2 separate regions of the Mus musculus genome follow, and region 1 is linked to region 2. The links are chromatin contacts, called in public Hi-C maps. All regions are on one chromosome and are shown on one strand. The core of a region is the stretch at or near the end of the contact, and the rest is flanking DNA. Distances in the headings are between cores, read along the strand shown. Region 1 has its middle 26 kb from the start of Gm15201. Region 2 overlaps Reps2 (RALBP1 associated Eps domain containing protein 2).

Evidence for each region. A called contact is a pair of places that touch in the nucleus more often than the background predicts.
Region 1: a Hi-C map of bone marrow-derived macrophages shows a contact between it and region 2, with 3 times the contacts expected there. The contact joins two enhancer-like sites. A contact is called at or near these places in 15 of 484 Hi-C or Micro-C datasets (the G1E-ER4 cell line, the N1E-115 cell line, bone marrow-derived macrophages and 8 more), 1 of 115 datasets of contacts at active chromatin or transcription factors (fibro-adipogenic progenitors) and 1 of 9 other capture datasets (adipose tissue).

Annotation. Positions count from the first base shown.
Region 1 is chrX:162,709,154-162,712,131 of GRCm38.p6, forward strand. No RefSeq gene overlaps it. Among named protein-coding and RNA genes, the nearest start is that of Gm15201, 26 kb to the right of the region's middle. Within about 2 kb of position 1,283, at least 2 of the 459 cell types and tissues checked have an H3K27ac peak or open chromatin away from gene starts, as enhancers often do. A contact at or near this core is called in bone marrow-derived macrophages, where this site is marked.
Region 2 is chrX:162,541,240-162,544,046 of GRCm38.p6, forward strand. All of the region lies in intron 5 of Reps2 (RALBP1 associated Eps domain containing protein 2), which reads right to left. Among named protein-coding and RNA genes, the nearest start is that of Reps2, 100 kb to the right of the region's middle. Within about 2 kb of position 1,517, at least 7 of the 459 cell types and tissues checked have an H3K27ac peak or open chromatin away from gene starts, as enhancers often do. A contact at or near this core is called in bone marrow-derived macrophages, where this site is marked.

The DNA.
Region 1 (2,978 bases), core at 33-2,532, 170 kb after region 2:
ATGGTGGCTCACAGCCATCTGTAATGGGATCTGCTGTGTCTGAAGATAGCTACAGTGTACTCATATACATAAAAAAAATAAATAAGCCTTTTTTTAAAAAGGGCATGGACCCACACCCAACTATTTTTTTTTAAGTTAGGAATGGGACTGTGGAGCTGTAATTCTAGTACTTGGGAGAGGAAACTGAAGGATCAGAGGTTTAGGGCCATCCTCAGCTTCACAGTGAGCTCAAGGGCAGCCTGGGTGCTTGAGATCTTGCAGTTTCTTCTTTTGTTTCAAAAAGACTTAACCCAGCATGATAGCATTCACCCATAGTCCCTGCACTCCAGATGGACCTCCGTGAGTTCAAGGCCAGTCCAATCTATATAATGAGCTCCAGGCCAACGCCAACCAGAGTTACATGTTAAGACCTTATCTAAAAAAGAGAGAGAGACTTATTTTGGCAAAGTTATAAAAAACAATTCTCCCATGTACTTCTTATTGCTTTAAGAAGATGAACGAAATATAGATGCCTTCATCTCTCTTTGGAGCTTAAAAGACTAGAATTTAGGGCTCAAACACAGTGGCATGAATCCGTAATCCCAGCAGTTTGGGAAGCAGGGGCAAGTGGATGTCTGATAGCTCCAGGCCAGCCAGGGCTACATAGTGAGACTTTGTCTCAAAAAAAAAAATCACTAAAATATCATTACATTTTTCTCCTCGGTCCAGTTTATTTATTTAGTTAGTTAGTTTGTTTGTTTGTTTTGAGATAGAGTCTCATTCTGTAGTCCAAGCTGGCCCTAACCTCATGACCTTTCTGTCTCAGCCTCTCAAGTTTGGGATTACTGTACATGATGATGGTGGTGGTGGTGGTGGTGGTGATGGTGGTGGCGGTGATGATTAATGGGACTTGGGGGGGCTTTCGTGAGGTTTTGGGGGTTTGCTTGGTTGGTTGGTTTTGGTGGTGGTAGTGATATGTTTTGGTTTGATTTGATCTTTTACTTTTTCCTTTTTTAGATAGGGTGAAACTATGTAGTCCAGGATGGTCTTAAACTCACTATGTAGCCAAGAGGCCTCAAAGGTCTGACCTTTCTACCTCTTCCTACCAAATTGCTGGCATTGCAGGTATGAGCTACCATGCTCACCTCTTGGTCCAATTTAAATGCCATTTTGAAGCTCTCAAATAGTCTATGAAATGTGGAAGCTCCTGACCAAATTCTTGTGCTTATAATTTTAAAACTCCCATTAGGGAAAATGCTAGTCTTGCAAAGCTAACCACAAGCTGTCAAACAAAAAGAAATGAGAACTAAGCCATTTGCCGTGTTAAAAATAGACATTCCAAATAGTAACAGTTCCACCCTGAATCCTGGTGCTTCGCATTCATTTCTCTCAGAAACACTATTACACTTTTCTTAAATAATTGATTTTTGTCATGTTAAGTGTTGTAAGATTTTTTTTAATTGATTTGAGATAAGGTCTCTCTATGTAGCCTTCATTGGCCTGGAACTCACTACCTAGACAAGGTTTGTCTTCAAACTCAGAGAGAGCTGCCTGCCTGTACCTCCCAGGGTGAGATTAAAGGTATATACCACTATGTCTGGCTTCTTTTTTTTAAGTTTTATTACATTTTTATTTATTTTTGAAAGGAGGACATGCTACAACATGTGTGAATTTGTGGAAGTCCTTTTTCCTTCCATCATGTGGGTCCTGTGGATCAAACTTGGATTTTAAAATTTTGTGTCTTTTATCTGCCTGAGTGTTTTTACCCACGTGTATGTTTGTGTCATATGACTCCTGGAACTCGATCTATGGATGATTGTGAACTACCGTGTGGATGCTGGGTATTGAATCCTGGTCCTCTGCAAAAACAAGTGCTCCTAACCCCTGAGTCATCTCTCCAGCCCCTGCTGTTATAAGTCCTAATGGGTACCCATTTCAAAGGAAATTGCTCAAGTCTTCCTTTTTGTCCTCTTTTTTTTAAAGATTTATTTATTATTATACATAAGTACACTGTAGCTGACTTCAGACACACCAGAAGAGGGCGTCAGATCTCATTATGGGTGGTTGTGAGCCACCATGTAGTTGCTGGGATTTGAACTCAGGACCTTCTGAAGAGCAGTCAGTGCTCTTACCCGCTGAGCCATCTCGCCAGCCCCCCTTTTGTCCTCTTAACATGTGATTTCTACATGTCAGGTTAAGCTTGGTTGACTTCTGTTAAGGCTATATGACCCTGCTGGCAGTATAAACTACAGCAGGGCTTTTTTCCCATAAAACTGCTATGGAGTTTCTAGGATTTCAGGGGTCTTTAGGACTTATTTTAAAAGTCAATAAAATGAAATAGAGCCAGGTATGGTAACATTTATTTATAATTCCATAACTCAGGAGATGGAGGCAGGAGGAGCAGAAGTGCCAGGTCATTCTTGGCTACATAACAAATTCAAGGCCAGCCTAGAATATAGGAGATGCTGACTCTAAGGGAAAAGAAGGGAGAAGAAAAGAAAAAAGGGAAGGAAGAAAAAACAACATAAAAACCTCACAAATTATATATGCTTTGAGACTGCTTGACTTACTTGGTTCATATAAACAATCCTACAATTATGTATAAATTTCAAGTAAACTTTAATTCCATGAGAAAGATTTAGCTATGAGAAAAAAAATGCCTAAATCAGCTGTGCTGGCTAGTTTTTTGTTTTGTTTTTTCAAGACAGGGTCTCACTATGTTACTGACTGTCCTGGAACTCACTACGTAGACCAGGCTGACCTCAAACTCATAGAGATCCACCCGTCTCTGCCTCCTAAGTGCTGAAATTAAAAGTGAGTGCTATCATGCCTGGCTATGTGCTGGCTCGTTTCTATGCCAACTTGGCACAGTCATCTGAAAGGAGGGAACCTCACCTGAGAAAATGCCTGCCTCCACAAGATCGGGCTGTAAGAAAGACTATAGGGTATTTTCTTAATTAGGGATTGATGGGGGAGGGCCCAGCCTATTATGGTTAGTG
Region 2 (2,807 bases), core at 267-2,766:
GTTGCTGGGCAGTGTGGCTTTAGGTGAAAGCAGAGGGCAAACAATACAAGTGCCCAGGAGCCATATTTGAGAACACAGATGACATGGTAAGAACCATGAGCAGTGACAGATCAAAGTCAGTATACGATGAGCAGCTGTGAAGGAGATAACTAAATGTATTTTTAACTGAGCCTAAAAACATAACACTTGCACATAATAATGAGTGGTATGTAGAGTTTCAACACATGTATACATTGTAAAATATTTAAATCTCTTGCCTGATTGTATTTGTAGGGTCTCTATTGTTTCCAAGCATGGTTTCAGATACCTTTAATCCCAACACTTGGGAGGCAGGGACAGGCACAGGTGCTGAGTTCTAAGCCAGTTTGGTCTATACATAAAATTCCATCCCAGGCAAGGCTACGTAGTGAGATCCTCCACGACCACCACCCAAAGAACATTGTCTGCAAGAGGATGCTGGCTAGAAGGTGACACGATAGGGGTTAATAGCCCAGATTCCCTGACAGATGATAATTGCCTGGACCAAGTCAAGCAGAACAGGTCAGCATCTCTCGCACATAGAATGCTCAGGACTTGGTAACTGAATAAGCATGAGGGGTGAAGGAGTTAAAGACAATGACCAACATTCTGGTCCATGGTAATGGGTGGTAGAACAAGAAGAGTGAGGCTGGGAGCTCTTCTGTGAGGAAGATCAATCAGTTGAAAGTCACAGGGAGCCATCTAAGACTGTTTGGCAGATGGTGACACATCAACACCACACCCTAGTAGCTAAAGAACAGTAACAAGGCAAGTGATTTCAAGGACCACTGCATTAGGAGCAGGCAGTTAAGATATTGCAGCAAAGGTAGCCAAAGAATCAAGACTGTTATACCCAATGTGGTTTTCAACAATCCTAGTAAAACAAAGAAACAAGTGAAAGCAGAAGTTGTAGTTCTAAATGTTATGAAGACTGAGTCATAATCTACATGCAAAATGTACAGACTGGCTTATGAGAAATGCAAACCACAAATGACCTCTGAAGATCTGTTACCAGGTAAAGCCAAAGACTTGCGATTGATTTTTAAAAACCCCATCTATTCACCAAAGCACTGTCTGAAACTTTAATGAGGAAACATATCTATTCTTTGAACAAAAAAGTGACTAAAATATTCAGGAAAAAGACTAACAATTCCAAAGTATAGAATTTGACATAAATACCTCCAAAATGCTAAACCCATGGGCTATAATAGCACTGGCCATGGGTCCCTAAAGGTCTGCACTAGGACTCTGAGGCCATGTCCCCTCTAACTTATTTATGGTGTTGGCAGTGATTTGAAATCAGAGTCTCAGGCTGAGGCTGGTCTTCCTGCTGTGTACTACTGTTCCCAGTTTAGGAAGTGCTGTGGAATGAAAGACGTGGTTTTTGCTATGCTGATCTAGCTGGCACTTTACCAGTGAACTATAGCTGCAATACCCCACTGTTTGCAGGAAAGGTTTGAACAGAAGGTGACAAATACAGCTAGAACAAAGAGAATAGATTGTCATCAGCATAGGGACATGGCACCATGAGGGGAATTAGTCACTCTAACTTGCTTAGCACTATACCCAATAAATATTAATCCCCCACCACCAAGAACCTTCACTTCAAATCTCATCCCCATGACTAATTCAAACTGGCATTTTGCTTTCTGTAACATGGAGTTCAGCCAAACCAGACTGACAGGCACAAGAAGGAAACCTAAGAGCTGAAGAAAGGAAAATACACCCACCACAAAAACCACAGACTGCCATCCTGGGCAAGAAAGGTCCCTTGCTATCATCCTAAATAGAAGGCCATGCTTCCAACAGGTGGTAGGAGAACAAACAAACATTGAGAGAGTCACACTGGCATACTGCTAGGATATATTGCTAAATCCATACTGTGATGTTAATGCAACAAAAAAGGAAAGGAACTTGCTCCAGGTCATGTGGAGTCAGGGGGGCCCTGGGCAGAACCTGTTTTGTTTTGTTTTGTTTTGTTTTGTTTTGTTTTTCCTGTGCTTCCCAATAGTGAGTTGTTGCCAAACATCCATATCCAGCCTCAGCTGTCCCCCAAATTCAGACCCATAGAAACACAGAACTCTTGTTCACCTCCTCTGAGGTCTCTCCAAAGCTCCAGGGCTGGCATTCAACACTGAACTTACAGCTGGGATTTGTTCTCAGCACCGTTTCTTCCAGTCCTTCCTTGCTTAACAGATGACAGTACCATCCAGTTCCGGAGCCAGTAGCTGAGGAATGGTGTCCACTGCTTGAACTCTAGCCCATCCACTTCCCAGCTGTGATCTTTGGAAAACTCAATAAGGCATCTACACCTTCAGCTTTGTCATCTAAAATGTTAGCTATGATGCAATCCCAGAAGACAGTGGTGAGTGCTGAGTTAATGTGCACAAAATTCTAAGTACATAGAAAATGTCTGTGTACATGCAGCTCTGTCTGCTTTCTGATCTGTTCCCCATCCTTACCACCTTACCTAGCTAATACTTCTGTTATCCTTCCCACTTCAACTCTATGTTACTCCCCAAAGAAGTCTTCTTTGACTAACCTGTCTGCAAGTCTAGGTTATATTCTATTGCCATTTTTTCACCTTCAAAGTGCAGCATAATTTTCATTCACATCATATACTATAACCATATGTTGTCTTTGTGATAGCTTGATTAATACTTGTGTCCTACAGTAGCCTGAAAGGTCCACAAGGGTGGGGCCTACTGATGGCCAACATCATTTAATATAGTATCTGGTACTTTATAGGTATTCACTAAGTATTTGTCAAGTGAAGGGTTCAAGAAGCA